Regions from separate parts of the Sus scrofa genome. Here regions 2, 3 and 4 are each linked to region 1. A link is a contact called in public HiChIP or PLAC-seq data. All regions are on one chromosome and are shown on one strand. Each heading gives the region's core, a stretch centred on a gene start, on an enhancer-like site or on the middle of the called end of the contact. The rest is flanking DNA. Distances are from core to core; before and after follow the strand shown. Region 1 holds the start of IFNAR2 (interferon alpha and beta receptor subunit 2). Region 2 holds the start of IFNGR2 (interferon gamma receptor 2 (interferon gamma transducer 1)). Region 3 overlaps IFNAR1 (interferon (alpha, beta and omega) receptor 1). Region 4 holds the start of OLIG2 (oligodendrocyte transcription factor 2).

Region 1 (5,077 bases), core at 1,805-4,304:
GTTCACTTTCATTATCAAGCTTCTGTCCATGAGCATCTTTTAAAAACCCACGTTGTCTCAATTGTGATCACTTAAACAGAAATCAGGAGTTTCCGTCATGGTGCAGCAGAAAGGAGTCCGACTAGGAACCATGAGGTTTCGGGTTCAATCCCTGGCCTCACTCAGTGGGTTGAGGATCCGGCATTGCCGTGAGCTGTGGTGTAGGTCGCAGACTCTGCTCGGATTCCAAGCTGCTTGGGCTCTGGCGTAGGCCAGCAGCTAGAGCTCGATTGGACCCCTAGCCTGGGAACCTCCATATGTCTGGGGTGCAACCCTTAAAGGACAAAAGACAAACAAACAAAAACGGAAATCATACTTATGTTTCAAAAACAGTCAATATAGAATAAAATTCCACCCATACTAGTCATTTTCCTTCTATCATTTTTAGGGAAAAGAAAAATAAATCATTCATTAAATCCAATGCCTTTTATAACAAAAACCAACACAGACAGCTTGAACCTGACCTACGATTAGGAATAATAGACGTTTGAAATTCAACGACAATTTAATTCTTTGGAAACATCCCCCGTCTAGGTGTCAATGATTCATTCAACTTTGTCATTAGCATTATTAATTGCTTAATATCGTTTACGACCAGGAAACCCCTAATGTAGTGAAAATTGCAAAAGAATAGACTCTAGGAGCCCTATATCCAGCCGTGCCTCTGTGGTTCGGTTTCAGGAAAGAGTTTTCTATCTCTGGGTCTCAGTTTCTTTGCTTTGGAAAATGCGGAATTGAATCAAATTACCTTGCATTTCTCTCCAACTCTCATAACCCCTCATTCACACACCCTTTAAAATAAGTACCCGCAGTTCACGCACTATTCTTCCTTGAGAAACAGCGCCACCTTCAGGTCACAATAACCATAACAGAGCGGCTGCAGAGTTGCTTCTCCCGCAGGCAGGAATTATTTGCCAGATCCACAGAAACCCGTCCCCCTGGCGTCCTTGGGGACCTGGTCACACATTTGTGAGCCTGCCAGCTGGGTTAAGATCAATGTGTATGGACATGGAGCCAAGCTGAGCTAACTGGCCCACAGGGGACAGATACATGACCTTGGTCTAATTATCACAGCCCCCGGCTCACGGAGCTCACCCACGGAACAATTCCTAGGAAAGAGATCAAGCAAGAAACACGCTGGATGAACTGAAGCCTAAAAAGCAATGATAATAGACACACCTCTTCTTATCCCCTTAAGACAGTTTCCACCTGTTCTCATTTTAGCATGATACCCTGCAAGGCAGCTCTCGTGTGTTTTATCAAGAAAAATTGCATAGCGGAGTTCCCATCGTGGCTCAGTGGTTAACAAATGCAACTAGGAACTATGAGGTTGTGGGTTCGGTCCCTGGCCTTGCTCAGTGGGTTAAGGATCTGGCAGTGCCATGAGCTATGGTGTAGGTCGCAGATACGGCTCAGATCCCGCATTGCTGTAGCTCTGGCATAGACTGGTGGCTACAGCTCCGATTAGACCCCTACCCTGGGGACCTCCATATGCCGCAGGTGTGGCCGTAGAAAAGGCAAAAAAGACACAAAATAAATACATAAATAAATAAATAAAAAGAAAGAAAGAAAAATTGCATAGCAGACTCTTAAATAAATACCATTATTATTTTTTTTTTTTTTTTTGCACCCAGCAAATATTTATCAAGAAACCACTTAATCCCAGCACAGTGCTGAGGGCTCTCACAAAATTCTTTCTACTGAATTTCCACCACAGTCCTTAAGAGGCAAGCATGAAAATGCCCATGCTTCCACACAAGGAAATTGAGACTCAGAGAGGTGTGGAAATGACATGACAGCTTTGGCTCCAGTCTTGAGTATGAGATACTCGCATACTTCCTGCGTTAGGAGGGGCCACAATCAACCAAGAATGTAACAGCAACTGCCCCTTTTCCAGGCTTATCTCTCTGCACAACCTCGTTCTGCCAAATGCAATCGGCAGTTGCGAGCAAAGGCAGTTCGAGAACGCCATTTCTTTCTTTGAAGTGTGATCAGAAAACAGCCCTATCTTTGCCAACCAGCTTCAACTGCAGTACCCTGAGCTGCATGGATGGGGTTCATGGGTTAGAGGGGATATGGTGTTTTGTCACTAAGTCTCACAGTTTGCAAAAGATGGCTCATCTGAGAAAGAGAGTAAAGAGTATTTAAGATTATCCCTTTGAAAATATCCCATCACCCCCTAAATTTCCTAGGCTTTCTTGGGTGGGAAAGGGGCAGAGCAACTCCAAGCCCAGAAGGATGCTTTGTAGCTGGAAATACCACATTCCCCTGCATCACTCAGGAGAGACATGGGGGCCCCGCTGCACAATGCCCCTCACCGCATATCTCACGCTTTCCTGTATTCGTACAGGCTTGCGTGACACAAGCTGACAAAAATCAGGTTTTCCAGTCTGTCTCCCAGATTATACTTTACAGAATACTGGCACATAAATATGCAGTCACCAAGTATTTGCTGGTGTATTAGGGGGAAAACTGTAATCTACATGCAGAAAACAGACATGAGATAAGCTGGAGTGATTGGACCTATGTGAGATGGTAGCGAAGTTATTTTCAGACAGCGCCCAGGGAAGGAGCCTGGCTCAGAAAGGGACGGGAAAAATGCTCACAAACTTTGGTTTATGGCTTATGGGAAAAAGACCCAGATGGAACAAGATGGCAGAGTTGCACTGACCCTTTGAGGAAGGAGAAGTTAAGATGTGGCATCTAAACCACAAGGCAGACACCAGAAAAAAAAAAAAAAATTGCGTAAGCAAGGAAATTCTCAGTTTGGAGCATCTTCTTATACTCAGAGGAAATGTTATTCAAAGTTGCAGCTAGTGAGAAATTGAGGAACAGATGCTTGATAGTTGGTGTGCAGTTTTTGCCTGTAGTCGTAATTGGCAGGGGCAGTTCCACGGCGTTTCAGAGGCCGAGGTGGAAAAGGAGGAAATAGAAGGGGCTGGGGACTGACGGTCACAGCATAGAGGCAGCCACCAAGGATGAACTGGAGCAAAAAAGCAGAACTGTCTACAAGGCACGTATCCCTGAAAGAGTATTATGCAGAGAAGCCCCAACAGCAGCGGCTGTGGCTGAGCGAATCCTGCTTGGAAGCTGGTAAGCCCCTCTCAAGCCCCAATGGTAATGATGGTAGGTGAGCAATCCGTTATCTTTTGTCAGCATCATCCATGCTAGCCTCCTCGTCGCCTTCTTCCCACATCCTAACCCAAGGAGCCAGGCTTTCTTCGTACAGTTTCTATTCTGCAGGAGGTTAAGCCAACAGAGAATCAAAACTAGGAGTTCCCGACAAGGAACGAATCCGACAAGGAACCAGGAGGTTGCGGGTTTGATCCCTGGCCTCGCTCAGTGGGTTAAGGATCCGGCGTTGCTGTGAGCTGTGGTGTAGGTCACAGACGAGGCTCAGATCTGGCATTGCTGTGGCTCTGGCGTAGGCTGGCAGCAATAGCTCTGATTCGACCCCTAGCCTGGGAATCTCCATATGTTGCAGATGCGGCCCTAAAAGGACAAAAGAGAAAAAAAAGCTAGTTATCACTATGTATAAAATAATAAGCTAGGACCGAGAGTGTGAACAGTTGTTTCTGCAGCATCTGGAGCGTGGTCCTCCGGGCATTGTTTTCTGCTTTATTTTGTCCTTGGTGGCCTTTGGAGGGGCTGAAGTAGCTCCGGAGAGGTGGGACGGCAGAGATGAAGAGTGTACACCACTTTTGCGGGTTACAGATGGTGTGCAGAGAAGTGGGCGCTAAATGCGTGCTACCATAGACCCCGATTCAGGCTGGGCGAGAAGTGTTCCCATAGGGAAGTCCCCATGTTTTTGGAAACAGATTCATTCATACAACCATGCATTTAGTTGCACACCTACTATGTGCTATGCGCTGGGCACAGAGTAATGACAGCATCCCATCAAGTTCTTGGGCGATTCTGATGGGATGCCTGCAAATGAGGGACTTGGTTGGATCCAGAGGACGTGAGCTTTTATGCAGGGGGATAAGCCATATCTCCCTAAGGGGCAAGGTCAATGGACCTGGACAGAGAGTGGTTTTAACTCTCAGTAATGGAGAGACCGGTACCTGTAGGTCAATAGGTACAAATGAGGACAGCTGAAATCTACATGGAGCAGCTGAAAACTGGCAAAGAGGTTTAAGCTCCTCACCATTCATTGGGCATTCAATTCCCTGAATGCACCAGACTTTGGGACACACCAGCCCACAAGGCCCCTCTGTGTGAGTCTGGGAAAGGCACGGTGTGGGCACCTATCTTCCTGGGAACTGGGTGAAACCTGCTGTCCCACAGCTGGACTTGAGAACCCACATACCGCCTCCCAGCCTGCTCTGCTGGGGCCTTCTGCCTTAGACATTTACCCAAGTTCTTCCATCTTCCTGCAAGGCTTCCCCACACCCCCACCCCTTCCCACCTCCCCTTCCAAACCCCACCTTAGAGATGACCGTCACAGAGTTCCCGTGTGGTTCATCAGATTAAGAACCTGACTAGAATCCATGAGGATGCAGGTTCGATCTCTGGCCTCTCTCAGTGGGTTAAGGATCCGGCGCTGTCGTGAGCTCTGGTGTCAGTCACAGACTCGGTTCAGATCCAGTGCTGCTCTGGTTGTGATGTAGGCTGGTAGCTGTGGTTCCACTTTGACCTCTAGCCTGGAAACTTCCATAGGCCACAGATATGGCCCTAAAAAGGAAAAAAAAAAAAAAAGACGGATGACTGTCACAGGTAAGCCTTCCCAGCCCCTCACAGCTCCAAGTCACTGTTTTATATTGTCACATCACCCTGTATTTCTCCCTAATCAGCCTTGTCGCAATTACAAGCACTTGTGTAATTGTCCTTCCCCCCAGGAGCGGGTAAGCTCCCAGAAAGGAGGGTCTGTATCACTTGTGCTCATGCTGGGCACCTAGGATGCTCTCAGTAAGTCCTTCCTGACTGGTGAAGTGAATGGAGCTTCAAGTTAGGGCTCATGGAAATTTTCCTTATCCTTCTAAGGAGAGTGATTTGAGCACACTCGCCACTCCGTGCAGCCCAGACATGCCTGGGTGTT
Region 2 (5,077 bases), core at 1,581-4,080, 240 kb after region 1:
GGAAGGGAGGGCCACTGAGGAGTAAGCTTTTAGTGGTTTCTCAGTAAATGTGCCCCCAAAGGGAGTTCCCATTGTGGCACAGCAGAAACAAATCCAACTGGCATCCATGAGGTTGCAGGTTCGATCCCTGGCCTCACTCAGTGGGTTAAGGATCCGGCATTGCCACGAGCTGTGTGCTATAGGTCACAGATGTGGCTTAGATCCTGTGTTGCTGTGGCTGTGGTGTAGGCTAGCAGCTGTAGCTAAGGATTGGACCCCTAGCCTGGGAACTTCCATATGCTGGAGGTGCGGTCCTTAAAAAAAAAAACAAACAACAACAACAAAGTGCCTCCAAAGGGGAGGAGCTGCAGAGGCGAATCAACTCACATGGGCTGTATGCAAAAAAAAAGTTATATGCAATAAACTGAGACAATGCATGATGCTGGAGGCGGGAGGGGGGACAGACGGAACCAGACAAAGGGCAGTGGACATGAGACATCCTTCACAAGAAACGCCAACGAGATGGGCTTTCTGGCTCTTCGGACAGAGGATTCCATGGAAGTCAGAGTTACCCACCCTGCCTTCAAAGTCTTCAGCCAAGAGAAACAGGAAGTGGAAAGACCAGCCACTGAAAACTGACCTTTTTCAGTGAGCTGCCTTGGAGGCAGGGGCTGGTTACTTGTCTGGGGATATTATGGGCTTGAGGTGACCAGGATGCCCATCTGAGTAGCGAGCTGGGCAGGATCCTTTTAGCACTCTGCCAGGAACTGGAAGGGAAACAGAAACCCTCCACGTTTTCGCAGGAAAGAGCTCTGGAAGGAGGTTCTCCAGCAGAGAACAGCTCTGCAGGTTTTCATGTACCCCTCAAAGACCACAGGGTTCATTGTCACTGTCCCTGAGAACGCTACAGCAAGGGAGCTCACAAGCCATCCCTGGCCTGGGCTGAGACACATGCACAAGTGTCCTTTTCTTTTTTTCTTTCTTTTCTTTTTTGCCCCCTTTTGTCTTTTTGGCCATGCTCATGGCATGTGGAAGTTCCCGGGCCAAGGATCAAATCCATGCCACAGGGGTGACAAGGCTGGGTCCTTACCTGCTGAGCCACAGAGGAACTCCACCTGTCTTTAACTTGAATTTGTTTTTCCCGATTGTAAAAGTGAAATTTGCCCATTGGAGAAAAAACAGAAAAGCATTAAATAAAACCCCAAATGGTTAACCTTCATAATTCCATACCCATTTCATATCAGTGTTTCGACTCAGCTCCTCCAGTCATTTTCTTTCTTTCTTTTTCCTTTTTCTTTTCTTTTCTATTTTTTTTTTTTTTTTTAAGGCCCTACCTGTGACATATGGAAGTTCCCTGCAAGTTCCTGGGCTAGGGGTGGAGTTGAGCTAGAGTTGCAGCCGAATCTTTGACAGCGGCTTGCCACAAGGCCAGATCCTTAACCCCACTGAGCGAAGCCGGGGATCCAATGCGCATCCTCACGGAGACAGACTCGGGTCCTTAACTCGCTGAGCCACCACCGGATCTCCATCCGCCAGTCATTTTCAGTGAGTCACTTTTGGAAGGATTCTGACTTATGTCCTGCTCTTTTCCCTTCACGTATATAAACTCGTCTTTGTCTTGAAAAACTCACTCAAAGCATCATTCAAACACTGCGAGAGATTCATTTGATCACGCATTTTTACAACAGTGGCCACTTTCGAAAGAGTTCTACAGTAAGGAAAGAAAATGCAAAAAGTCCCAAAGCTTGAAGATGCCAAACATTATGTTCCCAAGGAGCCCAGCAGCCACACACACCCATTTCTGCCCTCCATGGGTCCAACAACCTCTTCTTTCACTCTTGGTCTCGCCGCCCCCCCGCCCCGCAACTCCTTCCCTTTTTTGCCTGCTCTTTCCCTGCTGAGTGGGGTTAGGGCTCATTTGGGGAGAAAAGATAGACCCTTGAAAGTCTGAGGGGTCCGCGGGGGGCCGGCAGTAGATGGGAGCCAGCAGGGAGCCTGAAGTGCACCGGGGCCGGGGGCGGGGTGGGGGGGGTGGTAAGAATTCCGGGTAGTTCTGGATCTCAAATCCTTTCTGGCATCAAATGGCAAAGGGCGGCGCAGACTCAGACTCTAAGAGCTGGCCTTCCCCGCACCCCCGACATCCCCCAACTCCTGAGGTTACTTCCTCATACTCATCACAGTCTGAACTAGGGCCAAAACCCACAAACCATTATGAAATGTGGGGCTTTTTCTCTCCCCCATCTCACTGCGCCCATTATCCCCCAAAGCCCCGCCCCTTCCTTCACCCCGACCCTTTCGACCAACCAGCCCCTTAAAACCTATTTTCAAAAAGGGGTTAAAAGCTGAATATGTACTTGAGAGACTAATAAGCAAAAGTTTACACTTCAGGCAGGAATGCTCGAATGGCACAACCGCAGGAATCAGCGGGAGAAGAGGGGCCGGGGGCGGGGGATGCTCCGCTCCAGACCCACCTGCGACCTCGGGTCTCGAGGGGTCTTGCCGGCAGCATCGCAAGCCCCCGAAAGTGGCATCTGGCAGGGTTCCCTCTCCACCCCACTCCTGTGCCAGGCCCGGGCCGGCCGGCCTCGGTGGGGCCCCGGCTCCGGTGTCTGCAAAGGCTGCGCCAGGGCCGCGCGGAACCCCCCCGGGCCGTGGTTCCCGGGGGCGGCGGCGGCGGGGCTGGGGGGCCCCGGGAAAGTCCCCGCAGCGGGCGGGGCGCGGGAGCGCGGCGGCTTCTCGGCGCGGCGCGGGGCGGGGCACGGGCGCCGGGAGGGGCCGGCTCGGGCTCGGCTGCCGAGCGGGGTTCCCTGGCCGCTCGGGACACGCCACCCCCGCAGCTGCTCGGGAAGAGGCGGGCCCCGCGCGCCCAGCGCTCGCCATGGCCGCCGAGGCGGCGACGTGAGCGCCCGGGCGACCCCGTGCCGGGGCCGGGCCGCGCCCAGAGCCGCCGCCGCCGCCGCTCCTGCGGCGCCCGGAGCCCCGGGCCATGCGGCCGCTGCTCGTTCTGCTGCCGCTGGTGCTGCCACCGCTGCTGCTGTTCGGCAGATGCGGCGCCGCGGCGTCCCCGGCAGGTAAGCGGAACCCGGGCCCCCGAGGCCGCACGGAGGCGTCGTCGCATGGGTGGGAGTCCGCGGGGAGCCCGGAGCAGGTGGGGGAATCCACGGGGAGCCGATCGGTCCGGAGGAAACGGGGTGTCCTTAGCGGGTGGGGTCGGCGGGGAGCCTGGATCGGTCGAGGGCCTGCGGGGAGCCTCGATGGGTCGAGAGTCTGCTGGGCGGGGTCCGCGGGAGCCCGAATCGCGTGTCGGGTGGTGGGGGAATTCCGAGCAGTCCCCGGGGCCGGGACCTGGCGCAGCGAGAGGAGCCGTGGGACCGCCAGCGCCCTGGACATCGCTCCCAGGAAGGAAGCGCTCAAGCTGCCGCCGCACGAGTCTGAGCACACAGGGGCTCCTTCTCTCCCACCTCCGCGCCGCCGCACCCTACAACGAACGCGGCCGACCTCCGAACTTCTCAAAATAAACAGAGGCAAAGTCAAAGCCAGGGCTCGAGAAAAGGCCGCCTCTGCCGGCCACAGATTTTTCCCGATCCGCCTGAACGGAGCCCTGCCTGGCCCCGGTGGCAGGAGCTGGAAGCAGGTCCCAGGCCTGCCTGCCTTCCAGCTTCGTGCCGCGGAGCCCAGCCACCCGCAAGGGACCTCCGTCTAGGAGGTTGTGACCCTAGCTCAGTTTTAACTGCGGCCCAGTGTGTTTGATAGCGGTCAGTCCCCCCCGCCTGCTACCCGCCCCAGGGATGGGATAGATGGGGGGCAGTACTCAGGGCAGGATGCAGAAAGGTCAGGTTGCCAGTAGAGGGTCAGGTGAACCAGACTTTTCATTCCAGCTCCGTGTCCAGTTGGACAGCCCTTTACCTGAGCTCAGCCTCCTGCTCACCTCTGACCCTGACTGACGGTCCTTATGAGCCAAATAGAAAAACTAGGAAAAGAGAGAATGAAAGGAAGGAAGGGAAGGACGGAGGAAGGGAGGGCAGACAAAGATGGATGAAGAAAAACATTTTCTCTGTTCACACCTATGTTTTGCTGGGTTCTTTCTGCTGGAGAGGCTGATGGCATAAATTGGGTAACTCTTTTAAAAGTCTCAGGAATTTAGAGGTTTCCTCCCCCTTGAAATCTCAGAGTGTTTTTGGGTTGGTTTCTTCTCCAGCATCCCTCGCAAAAGCCCTTAAATACCGTAGCTCTTCCTTAAGGGGAGCCTTGCATAGGAGGATATGCGCTCGCTTGCGGGGAAATGGCTGCTTCCCCAGGGAGTTGGACAGGTGGGTTTGGATTCTGACTCTGCCCCCTCCCTGAGCCTCCCTCACATTGGTAAAACGTAGGTAATTGCCCAGGCTGGGTGATGGGCAGATGGTGGCACTTTATACTAGCGCTACTCTTGATGAGTCTATGAACTTGTTTGTGACTTGTCTGCCATGAGTCCAGAGTTTGAGAGAAGTATTTAGAAACTTTGCAGTTTGATATTGCTGCAACACCCACGGGCGGGTCCATCTTTCTAGAGATTCTCCTTTATTGTATTCTGCAAAGGTTCAGGTCTGTGCGAAATATACCCATTCTTCACCCTAGACCCTTTGCAAAGCAGCACCATTTTACAAATCTGTTTCTGTGACTCTCTGAAATTTTGCACAATAAACAATTAAAAGCTAGGGTCTATTTAAGAGAAACTCTTTGTGAGTCAAAACACAAAGTGAAAATACTAACAATGATTTGTAGTAAACAGGTGGTAGAACATTTTCCAGACACTTACATAATTTGCGGGTGTCCTTCAATAATCATGTAATTGTTTTTTGGAGTTCGCCTTGTGGCACAGTGGAAACAAATCCGACTAGGAACCATGAGGCTGCAGGTTCGATCCCTGGCCTCACTCAGTGGGTTAAGGACTTGGCGTTGCCGTGAGCTGTGGTGTAGGTCACAGACAAGGCTTGGATATGGTGTTGCAGTGGCTCTGGTATAGGCCGGCAGCTGTGGCTCCAATTGGACCCCTAGCCTGGGAACCTCCATAGGCCAAAGGTACAGCCCTAAAAAGACAAAAAAAAAAAAAAATCATGTA
Region 3 (5,077 bases), core at 1,440-3,939, 180 kb after region 1:
TCCATGCAAATGGGGAGCTCTCCTTCGAGAGTAGCCCAGAACACTTGGGCTCAGGGAGCAATGAGAGAACGTTGAATAAGCAGGACAGCCTAAGATCAGGCTTAGCCTCAGACCTTCCTATAGGCATTTGGGTACCAGTGGGAATTTTGTGTTGAGGGATGGGTAACATGAGGCCAGTATCTGAGGACAGTGACGGTGGCCACATTAGCTATGGTCTAGCGGACCAAGGAGGCACTAAAGACAAAGGGACCAGTTAGGAGGCTGTTGAAGTTCCAGACTCGAACAGAGATGCCTTGAGCTGTTGGTTTCCAAGCAGCTTACCTAACCTCTCCAGGCTCAGCCGTATCCCGTTTAGACCTGCTCGTGTGACTCTGTGTCACACTGGCGTCTGTATCTCTATTACAGCACGCTCCCACGGGCGGGCCGGTACCCCTTTAACAGGCGGCTTCCCAGAAGGCAAAAGCCTCACCTGTAGTGTCTTGTCAGTTTCCATGGTAGAAATACTCCCACCGTGGCCTCTGTGATGCTCCCAGCCCACGTCACCGGACACGGAGCTGGGAAGATGCACAGTAAGCATCATCACGTGGCCTTCCTGCCAAGTAGACGCAGCCGACGGAACTAGCCTCGAGCGGAGATCATAAAACGTGGGAAATAATTAGGACAAGATGAGTTGGAGTATTTATCACTTTTCCTTTTGATACACTTTCTTTATTTGGAAGTTCATGTAACTTCATTTGTAATAATGGCTGTTTAAGACTCAGCCGACAGCATTCCAGAAAATGTACCATTGTTTTGGTGCATGGGTACCAGCCGGCTCTAACACCGGCTCCGTTAGCACGCCCTGGAGCAAGATCTTGGTTTTCGTTCGTGACATGTCTCTTCCACCGTATTGTGAGTTTCCTGAGGGCGAGGACTATTTACCCCTGTGACCTGCTCCTCCCACAGAGTGTCTGGCATATTATAGGTACTCAGTGAATATTTACTGACTTAGTGTGTTTGGAATAAAAAAAAAAAAAAAAAATTCACTTTTTTTTTTGTCTTCAAAGTGCCTTTTTAAAAAAGATTCCTGAGGACCATTCAGACAAGTGGAAACAAATACCAAACTGTGAAAATGTCAAAACGACCCATTGTGTCTTTCCTCAAAATGTTTTCACGAAAGGAATTTTCTTCATCCGTGTCCAAGCATCTAATGGAAATAGCACATCTCTTTGGTCCGAAGAGAAGAGATTTAATACTGAAATGCAAAGTAAGCTGATAGTTTTCATCTTTCCATGGTAATCATGGTAATTCTCCAATTTGCTGTAAATTCTTTTTTTTTAAAAACAAAAAGGTGGTCTAATTTGAACTTTGTGTCTTTACACATTTCTCCTAGCTATCCTGTTTCCTCCCGTCATCAACATGAAACCCATAAATGATGCTTCACTGCGTGTCGGTATCGGTGCTCCGAAAGAATCTGAGGACAAGTCTGTGAACCAGCTTTACCCACTAATTTATGAAGTTATTTTTAGAGAAAACACTTCAGATACTGAGGTATCATAAAGACTGTGTGGTATACGCTTGTAATTCAGAGTTACAACTGTGATTTGGGTAAACACAGCTCAAAGTTAAGATTTTAGGGAAATTTTTAAACTTGAAGGCTATGTGAGGAGTTCCCGTTGTGGCTCAGCGGGTTAAGAACCCCACATCGTGTCCGTGAGGACACGGGTCTGATCCCTGTCCTTGTTCCGTGGCTTAAGGATGCAGCGTTGCCATGAGCTATGGTGTAGGTTGCAGACACGGCTCGGAGCTGGCGTTGCTGTGGCTGTGTAACCTTCGGCAAAGTGCTTGCCCTCTGAGGCTGTTTGAATACTCATTGCATATCAGGTACTATGCTAAGTATTTTATATGAATGGTCCCAATCATTCTTTAAAACAACCCTGCCGGTTTGATCTGTTAAATTGCTCTTCTGCAAATTCGTAGAATGGAGTGTTCCTTTCTGCTTCACGGATGCCAGGCTGTAGACAGTGGACCGTGACGTGCACCTGTGTGGCTTGTTTCTGTGCTTCTCCCATTTGCCGAGAGGAAAGGAAGCACCAGGTCTCTGGTCCAGGGCAGAGGAGAGACTGTGGAGCAGACCTGAACTTGACCCACAGTCTCAGCGAGGGCTCCCCAGCCCACTGGGACACTCACCAGGGAGAAAAATAAATATGTTGTGAGCCGCAGGCTGTTTTGTTACACAACATTTCCCAACATTATTTTGTTGTAATGTTTTCTTACACAACGTTATTGTGGCAATAGCTGACTAATACAAACAAGAAGTCATAGTTGTCCTTATTGTACAGACCTGGAAATAGGGCCCAGAGGAATTAAATACCTCGCATAAAGCCTCTTAGCTCTAAATGATATTTTGATTCAGGCAGTTTGAGGCCAGAACCCCTGCTCTTAATTATTCTGCCACTAAGCAGAGGGAATACAATGGCAATCAAACCAAATCAGGGGTTCCCATTGTGGCTCAGGAGAAACGAATCCGATGAGGAGTCATGAGGTTGCAGGTTCGACCCCTGGCTCGCTCAGTGTGTTAAGAATCTGGCATTGCCATGAGCTGTGATGTAGTTGGCAGATGCAGCTTGGATCCTCTGATGCTGTGGCTGTGGCATAGGCCGGTGGCTGCAGCTCTGATTTGACCCCTAGCCTGGGAACTTCCATATGCAGTGGGTGTGGCCTTAAAATGAAGAAGAAAAAAAACACACACAAATGAGCGTGTTACTGATAAACAAGCTGTCTTAGGAAATGCTGTATTCTTTTTTTTACAGTAGCTTTTTTTTTTCTACCATCTTCATGGTATGGGGGTGTTCCTGGGCTGGGAATCAAACCCTCACCACAGCAGTGACCCAGGCTACTAGAGTGACAAGGCCGGATCCTTGCACCACAAGGGATCGCCAGCATTTTTAACTTTTTTTTTTTTTTAGTCTTTTTACTATTTCTTTGGGCCGCTCCCGCGGCATATGGAGGTTCCCAGGCTAGGGGTCGAATCGAGCTGTAGCCACTGCCCTACGTCAGAGCCACAGCAATGCGGGATCCAAGCCGCGTCTGCGACCTACACCACAGCTCACGGCAACGCCGGATCGTTAACCCACTGAGCAAGGGCAGGGACCGAACCCGCAACCTCATGGTTCCTAGTTGGATTTGTTAACCACTGCGCCACGATGGGAACTCCCAGCATTTTTAACTTTTAAGTTTGGTTATCGTGTTGTCCAAAAAAATTTCTATGTCTTAAACATATAGCAACTAAGCATTTGGGAGAGGCCAATCTCAGATTGACTATTTAAAGAATTCAGAAAATTGGGAATTCCCCGTCATGGTACAGTGGAAACAAATCCAACAGGAACCATGAGGTTGTAGGTTCGATCCCTGGCCTCGCTCAGTGGGTTGAGGATCGGCGTGGCTGGGGCTGTGGTGTAGGCCGGCAGCTGCAGCTCCACTGAGACCCTTAGCCTGGGAACCTCCATGTGTACGGGTGCACCCCTTCAAAAAAAAAAAAAAAAAAGAGAATTCAGAAAATAAATACTCGCTATATGATTTCACAGGTACTAAACGTTCTCAATGACTTATTTTTTTATAGAGAGACGTTCTAGAGAAGAGAACGGATTTTACTTTCTCTAACTTGAAACCACTGACTGTGTATTGTGTCAAAGCCAGAGCACTCATCGAGAATGACAGGTGGAATAGAAGCAGTGTTTTTAGTGACACTGTGTGCGAGAAAACCAAACCAGGTCAGAGCCTCTTGTCGTATCTTTTCTTTTTTCGTGTAATGAAACAATAAAATTGTGAAATACTTCCTTTTTACCATAAAAATAGAATATCTTCTCTGTGAGCTGTGTGTCAAAAGTGGACCTTTGCGCCAAGGCTGTCGATCGTTTTAGAAAATATTTTCGATACCTTCGTTCAGTGGTTCTTGCACGCTCTATATTTCACGCATATCCACATGATGGTCTTTCATTAAAATAGTTAATGATGGAGGTCCCGTCGTGGCCCAGTGGTTAACGAATCCGACTGGGAACCGTGAGGTTGCAGGTTCGATCCCTGGTCTCACTCAGTGGGTTGAGGATCCGGTGTTGCCACGAGCTGTGGCGTAGGTCGCAGACGAGGCTCGGATCCCGAGTTGCTGTGGCCCTGGTGTAGGCCTACAGCTACAACTCCAATTGGACCCCTAGCCTGGGAACCTCTATATGCCACGGGAGCAGCCCTTGAAAAGGCAAAAAGACACACACAAAAAGCTAATGATAATGATAATTTTCATATAATCCCTAATGTAATCGTCATGTGGAAATCCCTTAATTAGTCCAGTTGTGGGTTTTGGTGTGTGAGAAGGGTTTAGACCTGCTCTGTATGTGACGGTGCCTCGTGTTGACTTGGAACGCTCAGTCTCAGAGTGTTGGAAGCTGTGCTGGCTGGGTGTGACCGAGGCACTGGTGGACACTTTGCATGGGCAGAGCTCCCCATCAGTATCAAATCCTTCGGGGAGGGTGTCTTATTTCACTTCCCAGGCCACTCTTTAAATGCCAGTGCTATTGCTCACCGCTTTTGTATGTTCAGTGCTTCCAGCAGTGTTTCTAAGGGCAGTATTTTATGTCTCTTTCCTTTCGCATGGCTATATTTCGTTCACAAAAACTGTCAGCCTTCTTCAGGGATGTGTGTGTCAGAACTTATACTGAGGGAGCTCCCTTCATGGCTCAGTGGTTAACGAACCTGACCTGGATGCATGAGGATGCAGGTTCAATCCCTGGCCTCGCTCAGTGGGTTTGAGGATCTGGCATTGCCGTGAGCTGTGGTGTAGGTCACAGACACAGCTCGGATCCTGTATTGCTGTGGCTGTGGCTGTGGTGTAGGCTGGCAGCTACAGCTCCGATTTGACCCCTAGCCTGGAAACTTCTGTATGCCACAGATGCAGCCCTAAAAAGCAAAAAAAAAAAAGCACCTATATTGATGCTAAACACCGTTTGTTTGTTTTTAGGAAGCACTTCCCAAGCCTGGCTTATAGCTGGAATTCTCTCGGCGATACTTTTGTTCCCTGCTGTTTTTTATGGTGTGAAAGTCG
Region 4 (5,077 bases), core at 1,818-4,317, 170 kb before region 1:
CCACCAGGTGCTCTGAGAAAGGATGAGAAGGAGGGAGAGAGGATGAGCAGCCGGCAGAGGTCAGGTCCAGACTCTGCAGTTGGAGTTAAGGCTCTAGACTTGATCCTGAAGGTGATGGGGTGACGTCATGCTGCTGTATTTTCCAATATCGCAAGGCGAGCCATCTGCTTGGAGCAGAGTGACAGGTAATCACGGAGGTGAGAGGCTCCTCGCCCTCCTTGCAGGCAGCTTCCCAGCACATCCGCTCCTAAGCTGTCCCTGATTCAGGCAGCACACACAAGACCCATCTCCAGAAACTGGTGGTGCAGATGTGTGTCACCTGCAGCCTGGAAGAAACTCTCCCCAGCTCAGAAGCTGTGTCCCCTTCTGGAAGGTCTTAGCCCCAGAAAGGTTTGGGGGCTTTCTGGTCCCCTGTGTCTGCTCCACCCTATACCCCAATGGAGCCCACCCCACCTCAGGATACACTTCTGGATTCATCACTCTGTGCACCCTTATCCCATGGGTTAATCTCATTGGAGGGGAGAGTGTAGGGACCTCAAGAATGGGGGAAGAGAGTGAGCAGAGGTGTAAGACTAAGCCACCCAGGCCCCTGGGACTTAGGGTTCAATGAGCTGGAGGTTGAACTCAGCCCAGGGAACCTTCGGTCTTCAGTAGCTTCATCTGTAAAATGGGAACAACAGGCCTTCCTCTTAACAAAAAAGGGCTATTGGTGAGATAATGGTTTGTAAACTGAGGTCTATAAAAGTTAGTTTCAGGTCACTGGCAGGCCCATCCCAAGGTCGTTCCACTGCAACCTTGGGGGGCATGTTAACTGCAATGGCAGGGATGCTTAGGAGCAGGGGACAGTCGTGGGCTTGATGGAGGGGGGTGATCCAGATAGAGGGATTGACTGAAGGGAAGGGGCTATGGGTTTGGGGGTTTGTTTGGGTGCTTTTTTGTTTGTTGTTTCCCTCTAGCTTCCAGGGTACAGCACTCAGCTCAAGCTCCCGGACATTCTTCTGGAATTCTCCCCAGGCCCACCCTCTGTGGACACCCAAGCCTGAGCCAGGCCAGGGCAGGGGGTCCTCTGTTCTCAAAGCCTCACAGTCATCCAAACAGCTGGAGTTTTATTCACAGGATGGAAAAATTACAAAGGGAGGATGTTATTCAACCTTCTCACCTTCTCAAATCTCACAGCGCACACACATTAGAGGCCACAGGGAGTTTCCAGAAGCCCCTTTTAGGAACAAGAATCTGAGACTGAAAGTAGACAACCCGACCTGAGATCCCTAAGTTTCTGGTGCCCACCCCTCGGCAACTTCCATCGAGATGCTGCCTCTCCTGGACCCGCCCCTCTGCTCAGAGGACCTTGAACAAATGCCCACGCCCCTCTGAGCATCAAGTCTGCCACCTGGAAAATGGGAAGAACTAATATCTCGCTGCTACTGCCAGTGAGCTGTTAAGTGAGATGAAATCTGTCAAGACCAAGTGCCTGGCACAGCTTAGGCCACCTCCAAGTGGTCATTAGGGGGCAGTCACTTCCCCTGTCATTCTAAAAGCCCCCATAAGGACAGCAATCTAGATTACAGACCTCTTGGTTTATTGTGTAAACCAAAGAAATACACACACACACACACACACACACACACACACACACACACACACACCCGGGACCACATTTACAAGAACTTTACCGATTGGGTTTCACACCAGCCCGTGTGTACATTTGCAGGTGTGTGCCTTCCAAAGTATTTACCGAGCACCCTCCACTGTGCTAGGTGCCACGGAGGGAGGCAGGGATGGCCCTGGTAGACTCTGGAAGGCGAGTCTCTCCCAAGGACGACAGAAAGTATTTGTTTGCAGAGTTCTGCTTTCCAAGAGGTCTTATAGCTCACATTTGGGCGCCAAACGCTGGCACTCGGCATTCCCTCTGGTTTCCGGATCGGGAGCGCTGGCCGAAATGCTTTTTTCTTTTCTTTCCGGGAGCCTCGCCTCCCCACTGCCAGCCCCGGCCCGCCCTGCGCAAGGACGCCGCTCTCCTTGGCAGCCGGGCCGAGACTCTGCCTGAATGTGCGCAGGAACTCGGAGATGGGAAAGACCCGAATGGGAAAGAAAGGCCCGGGAGGAACCCGGGAAACAGTGGGAGGTCTGAGCCTTTGGAGCCCCGCGCAAGCCCTCCCCGGCCGGTTTGGCACAAGCTCCACCCGGGCTGCCAGGCGGCTGAGCAAAGGCCGGCCCCGACACGCACCCGGCCTTTTGTGGGAGGGAAACACAAAGAAGAGGGAAAAACACGTCTTCCGTTTTGACGGAGGAGGCCGGCAGCTCCAGGACGTCTGGGCCAGCCAGGAACTCCCGGGGCCGAGCCCATTAGCCTCGGCGAGTGAGCACTCAATTTCGCGGGAAGAGGATGTGGCCCAGCAGCGCGCGCGCGCGCGGGTGGGAACCGTGGTGCAGGGGACACTCCCAGGGCGCGCACACCAGGCGCCGGGCGCAAGGCCTGGACAAGTGCCAGGATGCCTCTAGGACCCACCTGAGGGCAAGCGCCAGTGGCCAAGCTCCAGTTCCCGATTATTCCTGGAGGGGGTAGGAGGAGTCTGAGACGCCGCGAGAAGTGTACAGCGACCAACTTGTCCCTGGGCTAAAGAAACCCAGGGGACACACACCACTCCCACCTCCTCCGGAGCAACTCCGATGACGGGAGGATGTTGGAGAAGGACACTCCCGGAGAAAGGGCCCGCAGCTTTGAGCTGCCAGCCTGAGCTCCGGGAGCGGGGAGTGAGGACCGCGAGGTGCCGCTGCGCTGCCCGCGAACGGCCACCAGCGCCTCGGCTCGGTGGCACGGAGCTGGGACCCGCAGCGTCCTGATGGGCGTCCACGCAGGAACTTGGCAAGTTAGCCAGCTCTCCTGCTTCCGGACTCTGCCTTCCCAGGCTCTAAACTCGCGCCGTGCCTGAAGGGGCCCGTCAATCTTCGACCCTGCTTCTGACTCCAGTCTCTGCTGCAAGCGCGTAAAGAACCGCGCACCCTCGCAGACCGCTGGACGCCGGACAGTCGCCCGTGGCAAGCAGCAAAAGAAGGAACCGGGGCTACGGGACACGTGCCGCCCGCTGGTCTAACCTCGGCGGCCGCGACCCAGGCGCGCACGCATTGCGCCTGCTGGTGTTTATTAGACACACAGGCGTGCTCGCAAGTCCACAGCCCGGCTGATGCTCACAGCTCACACCCCCACGAATGTCCTCACTGCCAGTGGCCCGGAAAGCCCAAAGGAATGATCCTCAAATACCCGAGCTCTTCCTGCTCCCCACCCCCGCTCCCGGCGTTCTTCCAAGTGACAGATTCGCCTAATTGAACGGTTGTGGGTCATCTTCTGTAACCGTTGGACGACACATCTCCACGCTTCAGTTCTTCATGTTTTAAACACATATTTAACGGATGGCTGCAGAGCCAGCTGGGAAACACGCGGGTTGAAAAATAAAGCCCCAGAAGGCATGAGACTGGGGCAAAGGGGAGAGTCTGCTGGGTTTCCTGGTGTAGATGGGGCTGGAAGGCTTATCCAGGAAGTGAGAGCAATAACGCCGGTTTCTTTTCTGTGTTTGTTTATTTTGTAACTTTGCTACTTGAAGGCGAATTGCTTGCTAAATTTGCCTGGTTTTTAAAAGCCCTGCATACAAATTAAAAGTTCCCAAACAACGGAGGTAACGTGAGGACAGTAACAGTCCCTGAGAGGGAGAAATGGGACCCGTTTGTGTGTCTGCAGTATAAAGGGCTAGGATCCAGAAACCGGAGAAGCAAACAAATAGGGAAAATCTTAGAGGTCAGGGAGATGTCAGCTGCCTCTGTTATAAAGGAACCGCCAACTCTCCCATCTGCAGTCCAGGCAAGGCTGAGCGGCAAACTGGTCAGCATTTTTCCCCTGGTAGGCTTGCTGCCCGATTTTCCCATCTTTAAAATGGGTGGGGGCATTAGCACCACGGATCCACCTCAGCTGGTCGCTTCTCTAGACCGGGTTTAATTCTTCGTGGTCAAGGTGTTCCGGGTTTGAGAGCCAGGCAGCGATTGGTAAATGCTGCAGCGAGTGGTCAGATCTCGCCCTCTGGCCTGCGGGTGTGGAGGTCTTTACCCAAGCTTGCGCCTTTTTTTGGGCAGATAAACCAGCCTGGCTCCCCTACCCCAGGGCGTGCTGACCACCTTAAAGATGGTGCAAAAAATACCCTCATCTAGTTCCCATGCTGTGAGGGGGTGCTTAACCCTGAGTTCGACTCTCGCCTTGTGTTGTTAGCATGGTTACTGCGCGGAAATACGGCTTCCCTGTGTCTATACCATAGTCAACTTTATAAAGAGTTGGGATTTCCTTCCAAACAGCATTCTGGAGTCAGTCCCCTCCTTCCGTGCCGGCTTGCTCCCTGGCGAGGCCCTTGCCCCCAGGTGGGGGCGCTACCGGCCGCCGGCCAAGCTGCGGCAGCCACCACCTCCCAGAAGCGCGCTTAGAGTACGAAGAAAGTAGGAGCTTTGTGTCTGGTTTATCCGGTACATTTGGGGTTCAAAATGTGCACGTGCTGCTGAAACCCACGAGATGGGAACAGGTGGCAAGAACGCAGAGAGAGAGTGAAGCAAAGCAAAGGAGGACACTCCAGCCCCAGCTCCTGGGTCGCCTGGGTTGTCCTTACGGATCCCCAAGATCCGAACGCCATGGGTATCCGGTTAGTAAGTGTGCAGAGCCCCCAGCCCATCCCCTAGCCTGACGACAGGACCGTATTTTCCTGGACATTTGACAATATTCCCTCGCTCCCAACCGCGTTCGGCCCTCTGCACTTCCCCCGAGAGCCTGCCCTCCTCCTCCCCTTTGCCTCTCACACGCCCTCTCGGGGTCCTTCCTCCAGTCCCTCCCTAAGAATCTCCCGGCCGCCGGCGCCCATTGGCTGGGCGCTGGGAGGAGGCGTGTGCCGGGTCCGGCGAGTTTCATTGAGCGGAATCAGCCCGGATGACATCAGCTTCCCAGCCCCCCGGGCCGGCCCAGCTCATTGGCGCGGCGGCCCCTCCAGGACCCGCACATTGTTCCCCGCCCCCGCTTCGGCCACCGCCGCGGTCGCCGCCACCA

What was found. HiChIP or PLAC-seq counts read pairs in DNA pulled down with a chosen protein or histone mark.
Region 2: a contact with region 1 is called in an H3K27ac HiChIP or PLAC-seq map of alveolar macrophages. The contact joins the promoter of IFNGR2 here to the promoter of IFNAR2 in region 1. A contact is called at or near these places in 2 of 5 promoter capture datasets (fetal liver and liver) and 2 of 2 datasets of contacts at active chromatin or transcription factors (alveolar macrophages and skeletal muscle).
Region 3: a contact with region 1 is called in an H3K27ac HiChIP or PLAC-seq map of alveolar macrophages. The contact joins the enhancer-like site here to the promoter of IFNAR2 in region 1. A contact is called at or near these places in 11 of 47 Hi-C or Micro-C datasets (alveolar macrophages, blood, brain and 5 more) and 2 of 2 datasets of contacts at active chromatin or transcription factors (alveolar macrophages and skeletal muscle).
Region 4: an H3K27ac HiChIP or PLAC-seq map of alveolar macrophages shows a contact between it and region 1. The contact joins the promoter of OLIG2 here to the promoter of IFNAR2 in region 1. A contact is called at or near these places in 1 of 47 Hi-C or Micro-C datasets (epiblast stem cells) and 1 of 2 datasets of contacts at active chromatin or transcription factors (alveolar macrophages).

The regions. Positions count from the first base shown.
Region 1 is chr13:196,763,033-196,768,109 of Sscrofa11.1, forward strand. It overlaps IFNAR2 (interferon alpha and beta receptor subunit 2), which reads left to right and starts at 3,055. Exons shown (of 10, transcript NM_001204775.2): 1 at 3,055-3,132. All of the region lies in intron 4 of LOC110256370 (40S ribosomal protein S2-like), which reads right to left.
Region 2 is chr13:197,004,473-197,009,549 of Sscrofa11.1, forward strand. It overlaps IFNGR2 (interferon gamma receptor 2 (interferon gamma transducer 1)), which reads left to right and starts at 2,831. Exons shown (of 7, transcript NM_001111258.1): 1 at 2,831-3,050. The coding sequence starts at 2,966.
Region 3 is chr13:196,942,157-196,947,233 of Sscrofa11.1, forward strand. It overlaps IFNAR1 (interferon (alpha, beta and omega) receptor 1), which reads left to right. Exons shown (of 11, transcript NM_213772.1): 7 at 1,047-1,246; 8 at 1,373-1,530; 9 at 3,602-3,752; 10 at 4,994-5,077. Among named protein-coding and RNA genes, the nearest start is that of IFNAR1, 19 kb to the left of the region's middle. Within about 2 kb of position 2,690, at least 2 of the 83 cell types and tissues checked have an H3K27ac peak or open chromatin away from gene starts, as enhancers often do. A contact at or near this core is called in alveolar macrophages, where this site is marked.
Region 4 is chr13:196,593,771-196,598,847 of Sscrofa11.1, forward strand. It overlaps OLIG2 (oligodendrocyte transcription factor 2), which reads left to right and starts at 3,068. Exons shown (of 2, transcript XM_003358929.4): 1 at 3,068-5,077.